2 separate regions of the Oncorhynchus mykiss genome follow, and region 1 is linked to region 2. Evidence: chromatin contacts called from public Hi-C data. All regions are on one chromosome and are shown on one strand. Each heading gives the region's core, a stretch centred on a gene start, on an enhancer-like site or on the middle of the called end of the contact. The rest is flanking DNA. Distances are from core to core; before and after follow the strand shown. Region 1 holds the start of mfsd9 (major facilitator superfamily domain-containing protein 9). Region 2 holds the start of mgat4a (alpha-1,3-mannosyl-glycoprotein 4-beta-N-acetylglucosaminyltransferase A).

Evidence for each region. Hi-C and Micro-C count contacts between places; a contact is called where the count stands out from the background.
Region 1: a contact with region 2 is called in a Hi-C map of liver, with 3 times the contacts expected there. The contact joins the promoter of mfsd9 here to the promoter of mgat4a in region 2. A contact is called at or near these places in 2 of 3 Hi-C or Micro-C datasets (blood and liver).

The regions. Positions count from the first base shown.
Region 1 is chr22:8,170,957-8,177,340 of USDA_OmykA_1.1, forward strand. mfsd9 (major facilitator superfamily domain-containing protein 9) reads right to left here and starts at 2,922. Exons shown (of 6, transcript XM_036958616.1): 1 at 2,313-2,922; 2 at 426-513. The coding sequence starts at 2,399.
Region 2 is chr22:8,025,859-8,031,641 of USDA_OmykA_1.1, forward strand. It overlaps mgat4a (alpha-1,3-mannosyl-glycoprotein 4-beta-N-acetylglucosaminyltransferase A), which reads left to right and starts at 2,058. Exons shown (of 17, transcript XM_036958610.1): 1 at 2,058-2,256; 2 at 2,763-3,302. The coding sequence starts at 3,209. creg2 (protein CREG2) reads left to right here. Exons shown (of 4, transcript XM_021578789.2): 1 at 1-58; 2 at 194-363; 3 at 495-608; 4 at 761-1,666. The coding sequence ends at 902.

The sequences.
Region 1 (6,384 bases), core at 1,672-4,171, 150 kb after region 2:
ATTAGGTACAGATTATGGCACATGAAGGACATTTATGATTACAGCTAGTCTACAATGCATGCCGCGTTGCAGAAACTATCAGACCCTGTGACCTCAATCAGCGCCCACAGCGATATGAAGTTATGAAATTAGACATATGATTGAGCATATCAGCTGGTGATTTCAAACAGTTACGCTACACGACATTCCTTAATCTGTCGTCCTTCGATGCCTGATGTCCTCAGAGCTCTTCTTCATTTTGTTCCATACAATATTTGGCAATATTTAATGCATTAAAATGAATTTTACAATGTATTGGTTTGCCTGCTCCTGCTAAATTATACCACCCCGTCTGATGTACTGTATGAAAACATCTTACAAACTTTGGCACTGATGTGAACTCTTCCATATTTAATGTATTACATCATCATCATCATCCCACCTACCTACTAAGCCTGCCACGGTGGGGCTGGCCCCCAGCGCCTTGACATGGTGACTCAGCAGGGGAATGATCATGCTCACCCCAAACAGGTCCTGGTGAGGAGAGAGAGAAGAAGAAAAAAAAATGATGAATGACACCAAAGACTTGAGTGACCGCAGTAGGTGTACATTCAGTTTAAACCCTGTTGAGCTACAGTAACCGCATTGTCATAGACAATAAATAGACACGTAAACAAACAATGACCAAAAACAAAAATCCAGGAAGCAGTTGAATGATGTGTATCATGATCAGAGGTTGACCTATCAATAGGGTTGACCTATCAATAACATTAAGGGTTAATGTGACCGGCCTGACAAATTACCCTTTCTAATATTCAGCATGCATCAACGTTAGTGCATGTGTGTGTGCCCTTGCTTTAAAATGTTCTAACTGTTTATAAAGGGTGGGGTTCACAAACGCTGCAACTTATATTCAGCAGGGTAATGAGGCATTAGAGATTCAGTTGTTTTGTCTGTGGAACTGATTTATTCAAAAGGACAATGACTGAATCAAACATAGTGAAGCAACTGCATGACAAACCACCAGTGTTGTTGGAGATAGTTTCTTCTCTGTGGATGGGCTGGTATCTTCATGGCTGCTCTGTGGCTGGAGTTAGAGAGATCAGCTAGAGACCTAGGGTATACCAGTTTTTTTCTAGCCTGATGTTTAGTGAGTGTGCAACAGAGAGAGTTCAGGGCCTGAGGAGAGAAATAGACACTCTCCGAACCTGTTAATCTGCATTTATGAGGCCATCTCCAGAGAGGCTCTTGCCAGAGACTTGATTGAAGTCACACTGTAGCTCCTGCTGTCTCACAGCCCCACCCATTAAACTAACTGTTTGATTTTCCTCAGTTCAAACTCTACTTCTGTATTCAAACTGGGCACAAACATACGGTGTGTGTGCCCTTGAGCAAGGCACTTAACCCTAATTGCTCTGGATAAGAGCATCTGCTAGATGACTAAAATGTCAAATAAATAAATAGTGTTAGAGAGAGAGAGAGAGAGAGAGAGAGAGAGAGAGAGAGAGAGAGAGAGAGACAGAGAGAGAGACAGAGAGAGAGAGAGAGAGAGAGAGAGAGCGTTCACAGGGGAATATTCTTTGGGTGAGAATGTTCATGAGATGTTCATGAGATGTTCTGCAGCATTCACTTCCATTCCTTTTATCTGGATAGCATTACACACAGAAAACGTTTAGCATTCCCCAATATAATGTCTTCAAAATGATCTGTGTCACTCCAGTTCTGTGAGTTTACATTATGCTAAGTGTGTGTCCAGTCCAAAATCCACATCAGATTAAATAAACATTACATCAATCTAATCCTGTACAACAGGATATTTATGTTTATCCTACTGAGTTTTACAGAGTCAGTGTGATGTTCTTGTGAACACCCTGAGCATCTCAGAATAACAAATCCTTCTGAGGCGAACTCAGATTTCCAAGGACTGGATTCTGCTGGACAGGTTGTTTTGACAGTGCTATGATAGGGCTCAACCCGCCTCTTCTAAAATAGCTGGATCAGCATTTGAGTGACTGGAGAACAATCGAGTAGGCTGTTTAATACAGCTGCAGGTCAGGTTCTCAAATGTCATGATGGAGCAAGGAGCCGCCTAAACCAGAATAATATTTTACATAGTTTAAAGCCCCTAATGTCATGATGTAGCCTCTGTACAATTGACTACAGCCAACAGATCAATAAACTGATGTCATCGCCACTCATTTGCCTCAACCGTAAGGTTGTGTCCAAAGTGACTGCTGTTCTATAACCTTTTAGGAAAGAAATGAAAGAATGACAGCAATACCAAACGTTCTCAAATGTAGCCACATGTTCAACAAAGGTTATGTTGCACTTACCATGAACCCCACCACATAGACACATTGTATAATCCGCTTTCGTCTCCTTGGTATCTGATTTAATATGCTACATTTCGCGTTATTCATTCTCCCGCAATGACAGCTCACCGATTGTCAATGCGGAAGCGCTCACTGGCTGTTACAATGCCGATCAACCATAACGAAGACAGTACAGTATGAAGATAGGCTACAACTGCTTCTCCAATAGAAATCCATGATCACAATTGTAGGCGATGTCATGGCGACGTTGGCTAGCTAAACTCATGCGTAGAAACACGTCATCGGGTCTAACGTTCGTCTCCTGCAGAACTGCGCATGTGCACGCCATCAAAAAAACGGCACCTCTTCGATATAAAGTACTTTTTGAAGACATTTAAAAGCTATAAGTTTGTCACTTTCACGAGATTGAAGTCACAACATATTAAACTACTTAATATATTGCCTTGAATCTAGGTTGTGCAATTAGATTTCGAGAAGATTAACAACTAAGGAATATGTTTTCACTTCTTTCATTGACTTCTCAACCCCAAACATCGGCGTAGTCTGTTTGGTCTGTTCCGCAAGAGTTCCTGGAAGTCTCGCGATGTTGCGCCTATGGGTGTAGAAACTCTGTGGCCATAACAAAGAACACCCCCCGGTCCGTGCGATAATCGCTCTCTTCAGGGATGTTCTTGTTCGATTCAACTTCCCGAGAACCTCAAGTCATTCTGTTGATGAATTGCCAATATTTTCATATTCGACAGAAAATAGCCTACATTTAATCAATGTGGATTAAAAAAATGTTTGAGCTGCTGAGGTCTCATCTCTTCCCATTTGGCGCAACGAGAGCTCTACCAGATGGTATCGACCTGACGTCAGACAAGGCCAAGCGCTGTATTTTAATATTGTTGTCAGTCACAAGGGCACCATACAGCTCTGATGGGAACAAGACACTCAGCCTAGAATATAATATAAAATCATATATACAATATAATAGAAAGTATCTATTGTTATATTCGGGACTCTTTGTTATTCTGCATACATTCAGTCTCACTTGGTATCACTGCACAAACCTGCTTGCAATTATTAAGTCATTACTTAAATAGGTAGTGTGATAAATAAAGTTATGTGTCTGACAGCCAAGGGACATATGGCATGCACTGGACAGCAATCTTCCAGGTAAAGCCAGGTGTTTTACTTACAGCATGGTGGTCACTGTCTGGCAGTCAACTTGAATATATACAAATAGATCCAGCATCAAATATTATTTTCAGTGTACTACAGGTATTTACCATTGAGTTGCACTTGCTGAGAATTACATGTTCTGACTGTGCAATGTTGGCACAAAGCCACATTGTCACAGGTAGAAAGATTGTTCATAAAATGCAATAACACTGTAGCATACAATAAAGGCATGTCTGTGATTGGGTAAGTGGTAAAAGTAGGAACAGTTTACGGTTGCTATTACTCCACCTACTGGACTCGGCTGGAACATTAAATGCTGCCCCTTCTCACTATGCATTCCACTTTTCTAGCATCTGTTTCATCAAAGATATGGACTTACAGACTTATCACTGGCATATTTCACACTGTCATAGCAGGTAGATGAAGGCATTCTCTTCCTCATTCTCATCTTCTTCAGGCCCAGGGACCCAGAGGTTGAGTTCTCCAGGGGAGAATCTTAGTTGCATTTCCTTGATTCCCTGCATCCTCTGACTCCTCTTTCCTCGCCTCCTCAATGCCCATTGGATGAAAAGGTCAGTGGGACCTTCTCGTCCAATGAATTTTGAAAAGGAGATGAGATTACGCACAAATCAAGGAAATGCAATGGAGATTTTCCCAAGGTATCAGGTTAGCTGATCTGATCACACACACACACACACACACACACACACACACACACACAGTGGGAAAGCTAAGTCAGCCTCTGTTTATAGACAGTATGTCTAGTGGAATTTTGTTTACCCATGGTGTGTAGCGGGACTGAAGGGGTGTGGAGTGTGGATATCAGGTTGCTGCTGTGTACACTGTGTTGAACAGCTGAGACACTGATAGTTCCCAAATAACTACACACACACACACACTAAACATGCAGGGGAGACACACAGCAGACTATCTAATGTATGGTGCATACACAAATACAAGCTCTGTACAAACTATCAGTCTCCGTCGGCTTACATGATGGGAAGTGCTTTAAAGACCAACATAAATGTAATCTGTTGCCTGAGATCGCCAATGCGCTCCGTCTGTGTGTAATAAAGTAATAGTATGATATAATGAAGTAACAGTATGATGTAATAAAGTAACAGTATGATGTAATAAAGTAACAGTATGGTGTAATAAAGTAATAGTATGATATAATGAAGTAACAGTATGATGTAATAAAGTAACAGTATGATGTAATAAAGTAACAGTATGATGTAATAAAGTAACAGTATGATGTAATAAAGTAATAGTATGATGTAATAAAGTAACAGTATGATGTAATAAAGTAACAGTATGATGTAATAAAGTAACAGTATGATGTAATAAAGTAACAGTATGATGTAATAAAGTAACAGTATGATGTAATAAAGTAACAGTATGATGTAATAAAGTAACAGTATGATGTAATAAAGTAACAGTATGATGTATAGTGCTGGCAATTAACCGAAATCTCAGTTATTGTTTGGTTTTTAAACAACTAATTGACCAACATTGGTTCAATTATTTGAATTTCATTTCATTAGTTTATATCTGTGAGCTCAATGCGCTCATTTCACAGCTTCTCTGGAGATAGATCAGATCCAGCCATAACTTTGCTATGTAGTAGGGAGTTGTAGTTTCCAACAGGCCAATATTCTGCATTGTTTGGCGCATAAAATGTTGTAATTAACTACAATGACGATAACCCATTGTGCATCTACTTGTCCGGTCTGTATTTATTTTTCGTCTGCCACACCGACAGCGTCATTGCGCAAAAAATAGTATGCAATATCATCTGGATATGTATGCACAAAGTTCCTCATCCTTCTGCTACCTTCTGCTACCATTTCTGTCTAGCCGTCTACGTTTGACGCATACGTTCGGTAAATCCAACATATGTACCACACCGAACGTTCAGCAACTGCCTCTGCAACGCAATGCTGCAAGGCAAACGCAGCATTTCATTGGAAATTAATGTAATTATTGTGTACCAAAATGTAAACAGCTGTTGGTGTGTTTAAAGTGATGTGTGTTGAGCAGAATGCGTGATCGTAAGGGGATATAGAGAGCAGCTGTTGCTTCGCAAGGTATCTCTACCTGAAAATGCATGATCTTAGTGATTGATAGTCGGCTTTCAGTGGCAGGTAGCCTAGCGGTTAAGAGCGTTGGACCAGTAACCAAAAAGTTGTTTGTTCCAGAGATGACTAGGTGAAAAATCAGTTTATGTGCCCTTGAGCAAGACACTTAACCCTAGTCACTCTGGATAAGTGTGTCTGCTAAATGACTTAAAATGTAATTACAAGTTTGCCTTATTTATTTTGAAGAACTAACAAATAGTGATTTTGTCAGACAGTATAGGCAGTAGTGCAATAAAGATGAGATGATGACTCGGAATGAAATAATAAAGTAATCAAATAATACAGCATTCAACCCAAATAATCAAAACCAAAATCGTAATCCGTGATTATTTTTTAATAATGGAACCAAAACCGAACCGACATCAAAAAGCACTAGTCACTTAGCACTAATGATGTAAAAAGTAACAGTATGATGTGCTGTTATCTCCATCTCTCTGGAGAGTGACTGTTAATGGAATTTATATGTTTAAATTAATGATTAGAATATTCCACCCAGAAACCATATAATTGTATGAAATTGATTCGAATAATACAATTGTTATTAATGATGTGTGAAGTTTTAGTCAGTAAAAGTATCATTAATGATGTGTGTAGTTTTGTCAGAATTAGGGTAAAACAATATATCTGTACAAAATATATTTATAGTATCTTAAACACAGATTATATGAGCAAAATTCGCTGTTGACCTTGGCTAGGGGCCACTGAGAGATATGGGAGAGGGCAGGGAGTACTTCTCACGGCCTCCCTAATCTTGGGGGAGGACAGGGAGT
Region 2 (5,783 bases), core at 808-3,307:
ATACATGGCCCACTACAGCGACTGGGGACATCTCGCCACCATTTCCACTCAAGACAAGGTACAGTAAAGCTTGTAGACTTACTTAAGGTGCCCTCTCCTCAGCATTGCAATTGCTCCATGAAGCACATTAGCACTCAATGTACTATTAAGCCTTGTTTTCATATTGTATAACAACTTTATTTTGTATCCTCAGATTAAGGGCCTTCCTTTTGGGAATATTTTCTCGGTCAGTGATGGCCCAATGGACAACAGTACAGGAGTTGTCTACTTCTACGTCACGCTGATGGACAACTCTGTAGCAGACCTGAGAAGCTTCCCATTTGCCTCTCTCACATTTTCAGAGGCAGAGGGAGATTTCTGCAGGTAGGACTGAGTGTCACCCACCTCCTTTTCTTGGGTGGGTAACCTTGGGTCCCCACCCAGTGCTAGGTTGAAGTGGCACATTTCAAGTCTTGCTGTGTGTGATGGTTACACATTGTGCTCTGTTCCCACAGGCAGCAGGTGTTTGATCCTGAAGACCCACGCTGTGCCAGACTGACCCTGACAGGCAAGATGGTGGAAGTGGGCCCAGAGGAGGTGGAGTTTGCCCAGGAGGCCATGTTCTCTAGGTGTGTGTGCATGTTTATCACTCGTCCTCCCTGAACATGTTCTGTGTGTGTTTGGCTGTCCAATTGTCTCTCACCAGTAATGAAGTCAGGGACTACACATAGCCTGCTTGTTTAGTGTGTGTATAATGCTGTCTTTTGTCCTCTCCCTCCAGACACCCTGTGATGCGGAAATGGCCAGTGGGACACAACTGGTTCTTTATGAAGCTAGAGCTCAAACAGGTCTGGCTCCAGGATTGGGTTGGAGGGGTGTCACTCATCCCCCTGGAAGACTACTTCAAAGCCACACCCTACTGAGAGGAACTTCATCCACAGTTTATATTAATTTACTGCACAGTGCCAAATATGACACACGTGTACCAATACAAGACAGTGTGTTAGCATCTCTAGGTGCCACAACAGCTGTCCTCAGACCATATTCATCACCACTCAAACACATAACAGAATGGGAGGATCTAAAAGCTCTAGTTCTGGAATATTTTTTAAGAGAAATGGGGAGTGGGGATTTTCAGTTCTAGATCTTCTCTAGGCTGAGTGTGAGTGGTCTAACCATGGTGCATGTAGAGGTAACAACTACATTTAAGATGTCCCCCATATCAACCAGTTTGCACTAACTGATTAAAGTGCTTCCACAGTTCAAGGGAAAGCTTCTACAGAATGTGAATATAAAGACAAGTAGATATAGATTGTTCCTATTTATGTAAAGATGTTGTTGAATGTACAGAATGGTTTATTTGCTTTGAATTTTTTTCCCCCAATGCTACCACCAAGCTTTTTCACAATCTTCGGTTCAACAGCTAGAAAATGACAAATCAACAATCCACTTAAAGTAGACTCTGGTGGGCAATAGATCTTGACTTTGATATTGAATGTTGTTGAGTGCCGCATACTGTCAATTCACATTTCTATTTTGTGCTGAGTTTGAAGAAAACATCTTTTAAAATGTACATGTCAATGACATTGTGCATGATCTGAAGCAGAAGTTGAATGATACATTGTTATAGATTGTAAAACTGTACATGCAATGTTGGGAACATAATACAAATGATTTGGTCAAATAATTGAAATGTCCTCCCAATCTTTCACTCGCTGTATCTTTGAAGCATTATGTGCTTGTGTTTTCTACCAGTAAAGCTGATAGTGTTCTATTTTTTTTAATCATTAGGTCACTTAATTTAGGTATGCTCTGCATAATTATGCAATGCTTAAGATGCATATTTCTCTAGCAGCTGTAGAATGATCGTATGAACGCACGGTGGCGCTCTTTAGACATAAACAAAAATGATAGGCCGCAAAATAAATGCTCGACCCATCAGTCCTAAAGTAGTGCTTCATATATTTAGTTATAAAAAAAGGTAGCAGTTTTTTTTGACAAACGGTATATTTTGTCATTTTGATGCTGAAAGAGATGCGTGTGTTTTACTCGCGCATCCCATAAATGCTGCGCAAGTTCGCGGTGTGTTGATGCTCGGCAACAACCGGCGTCTTGAGTGGGCGGCGCCTCGTGCCTTGGCAGACCGCTGGCGTTGTCTGACAGAATGGTTTGCAGATAAAGGAGTTTTCCCCCCAATCAATGATTATTCGTGACAAAACACGAATTTGGTCAACTTCGAGAATACACATATTTCAGACTGCAACAGTGTACCAGAGGGTAAGTGTAGCAAACGTCGTTTTTAATTGTTATACTGCCATTTAGCTATCTATCACGTAGCTAACGCTAGCTAATCAGTTCATGTTCAAGAAGCGTCAATAGTATAACCAGCGTCTAATCAGACAGGTACCGTAGCTAGCTAGCTATGTATTAGCCTGCCAGCCGCTACTGTAGGTGTAACTAAGTCAGTGTCTTAATGAATCTATTTAACCTTATCTTGGATAAGAGCTCCTTCTAAATGACTCAAATGTAAATACGATACTAGTTAAGGTCTGTGGAGAAGCATAGCCACCACATATTGGTCTGGTTCCTAGAAAAGACTGGCCTTAACTCTTACCCTCTAGCTTCTAAATGTGCCAGCTACAGTAACGAGATAAAGTTAGTATTATTTTTTTTTCAGTGTTTGCTGCTTAACTTTGATAAGTAGAAAATAACGATATCTAGATTAATGCAGATGTTCTCTTCGTGTCAAACCAGTTGATTGTGCTTACTCTTGCCATCCCCAGAATCATCAGAGTGCAGAAGTTCAAGGAGGCGTACCGTCAACACTAAGGTTCAGGATCTTTAATCTTCCGTTTCTCCATCATTTTGTGCAGCGACTGCCACTGAGTGGAGGTGAATAAGCATACCGCCCGACCATGCTCACATCACGGGGAGATTCAGATTGTAGAACGCGCAGAAGCCTCGGTGTAGGAAGGGTTGCCTCGTGACTGGCCACCCTCAAGCGAGAGGGAAAGAGATCGACAAGTCACTGCGACAGACCGGGAACGATTAGGAAAGACAAAATCCACATTTAAAGCCAGCCCAGTTTCTCAAACCTCAGTTCCTTTACTACCCGAGGCGAGTTACTGTATGTACGCACCTCTGCCTGGATTGAAAACCCTGAAGGCATTGAGTGAGGCACGCCGGCCCCGGGGTCCCCGCGCTTCGTTGAGAGAATCGCTGAAATGAGATGAGGCTCAGAAATGGAACGGTTGCCACTGCTATCATTTTCTTCACGTCGTTTCTCAGCCTGTCTTGGTACACAGCCTGGCAGAATGGCAAAGGTAAGCAAGCGAACGCTGTTGTGTTAACTAGCCACTAGCTGTTCCCACTGCATTACTATAAATCAATAACTGACAGCTGACTAACCTAGCTAGCTAACGTTTTTGACAGCTGTTTGACTGGTAGATGGAAAGCAGGCTGGCTAGCTACCAACACGTTTTATAACCGAACTTACTGTAGTGACTGATAGATAGACGAACAGACAGGCACTTCATATGAGGTTCTTGTTGGCTGTATAATACTTTAGCATCTTCAAAACTAGGGCTGTGCGATATGGCCAGCATATATCACGGTATTTAATTTTTTTTTTTTTTAGATGGTTTGAGGATATTTTATGTTTTTGAATAATTATTTATACATTTACAAATAGTGCGTGACCCTAGGGTGTCCACATACTTTTGGTCATGTACAGTATGTTCCACCAGCATGTGTCCACATCTCATTCCAAAATCACGAGCATTTAATATGGACTTTGTCCCCCCCTTTGCTGCTATAACAGCATCCACTCTTCTGGGAATGTTTTTCACTCAATTTTTATGTATTTAAAAAAATATATTTAACCTTTTATTTAACCTGGTAGGCCAATTGAGAACAGGTTCTCATTTACACCTGCGACCTGGCCAAGAGAAAGCAAAGCAGTGCGACAAAAACAAGTTACACATGGAATAAACAAACCTACAGTCAATAACACAATAGAAAAAAATCTATGTACAGTGTGTGCAAATGTAGTACGATTAGGAAGGTAAGGCAATAAATAGGCCATAGAGGTGAAATAATTGCAACTTAGCATTAACACTGGAGTGATAGATGTGCAAGTAGAGATACTGGGGTGCAAAAGAGCATAAGATAACATGGGGATGAGGTAGTTGGGTGTGCTATTTACAGATTGTCTGTGTACAGTGATCAGTAAGCTGCTCGGACAGCTGATGCTTAAAGTTAGTGGGGGAGTTATAAGGCTTCAGTGATTTTTTTTTTTTTTTTTTTTTTTTTTTTGCAATTCTTTCCAGTCATTGACAGCAGAGGAAAGGAAGGAAAGGCGGCCAAAGTAGGTGTTGGTTTTGGGGATGACTAGTGAAATATACCTGTTGGAGCGCTTTCTACGGGTGGGTGTTGCTATGGTGACCAGTGAGCTAAGGCGGGGCTTTACCTAGCAAAGACTTGTAGATGACCTAGATCCAGTGGGTTTGGCGACGAATATGTTGCGAGGGCCAGCCAACGAGAGCATACAGGTCGCAGTGGTGTATAGTATATGGGGCGATGGTGACAAAAAAGATGGCACTGTGATAGACTACATCCAATTTGCTGAGTAGAGTGTTGGAGGCTATTTTGTAAATTACATCACCGAAGTCAAGGATCGGTAGGATGGTCAGTTTTACAAGGGTATGTTTGACAGCATGAGTGAAGGAGGCTTTGTTGTGAAATAGGAAGCCGATTCTAGATTTAATTTAGGATTGGAGATGCTTATTGTGAGTCTGGAAGGAGAGTTTACAGTCTAACCAGACACCTAGGTATTTGTAGTTATCCACATATTCTAAGTCCGAACCGTCCAGGGTAGCGATGCTTGTCGGGCGGGCAGGTGCGGGCAGCAATCGGTTGAAGAACATGTGTTTAGTTTTACTAGCGTTTAAAAGCAGTTGGAGGCAACAGAAGGAGTATTGTATGGCATTGAAGCTTGTTTGGAGGTTTAAGTGTCCAAAGAAGGGCCAGATGTATACAGAATGGTTTTGTCTGCGTAGAGGTGGCTCAGAATCGCCAGCAGCAAGAGCGACGACATTGATATATATACAGTGCCTTGCGAAAGTATTCGGCCCCCTTGAACTTTGCGACCTTTTGCCACATTTCAGGCTTCAAACATAAAGATATAAAACTGTATTTTTTTGTGAAGAATCAACAACAAGTGGGACACAATCATGAAGTGGAACGACATTGGATATTTCAAACTTTTTTAACAAATCAAAAACTGAAAAATTGGGCGTGCAAAATTATTCAGCCCCCTTAAGTTAATACTTTGTAGCGCCACCTTTTGCTGCGATTACAGCTGTAAGTCGCTTGGGGTGTCTCTATCAGTTTTGCACATCGAGAGACTGACATTTTTTCCCATTCCTCCTTGCAAAACAGCTCGAGCTCAGTGAGGTTGGATGGAGAGCATTTGTGAACAGCAGTTTTCAGTTCTTTCCACAGATTCTCAATTGGATTCAGGTCTGGACTTTGACTTGGCCATTCTAACACCTGGATATGTTTATTTTTGAACCATTCCATTGTAGATTTTGCTTTATGTTTTGGATCATTGTCTTGTTGGAAGACAAATCTCCGTCCCAGTCTCAGGTCTTTTGCAGACTCCATCAGGTTTTCTTCCAGAATGGTCCTGTATTTGGCTCCATCCATCTTCCCATCAATTTTAACCATCTTCCCTGTCCTTGCTGAAGAAAAGCAGGCCCAAACCATGATGCTGCCACCACCATGTTTGACAGTGGGGATGGTGT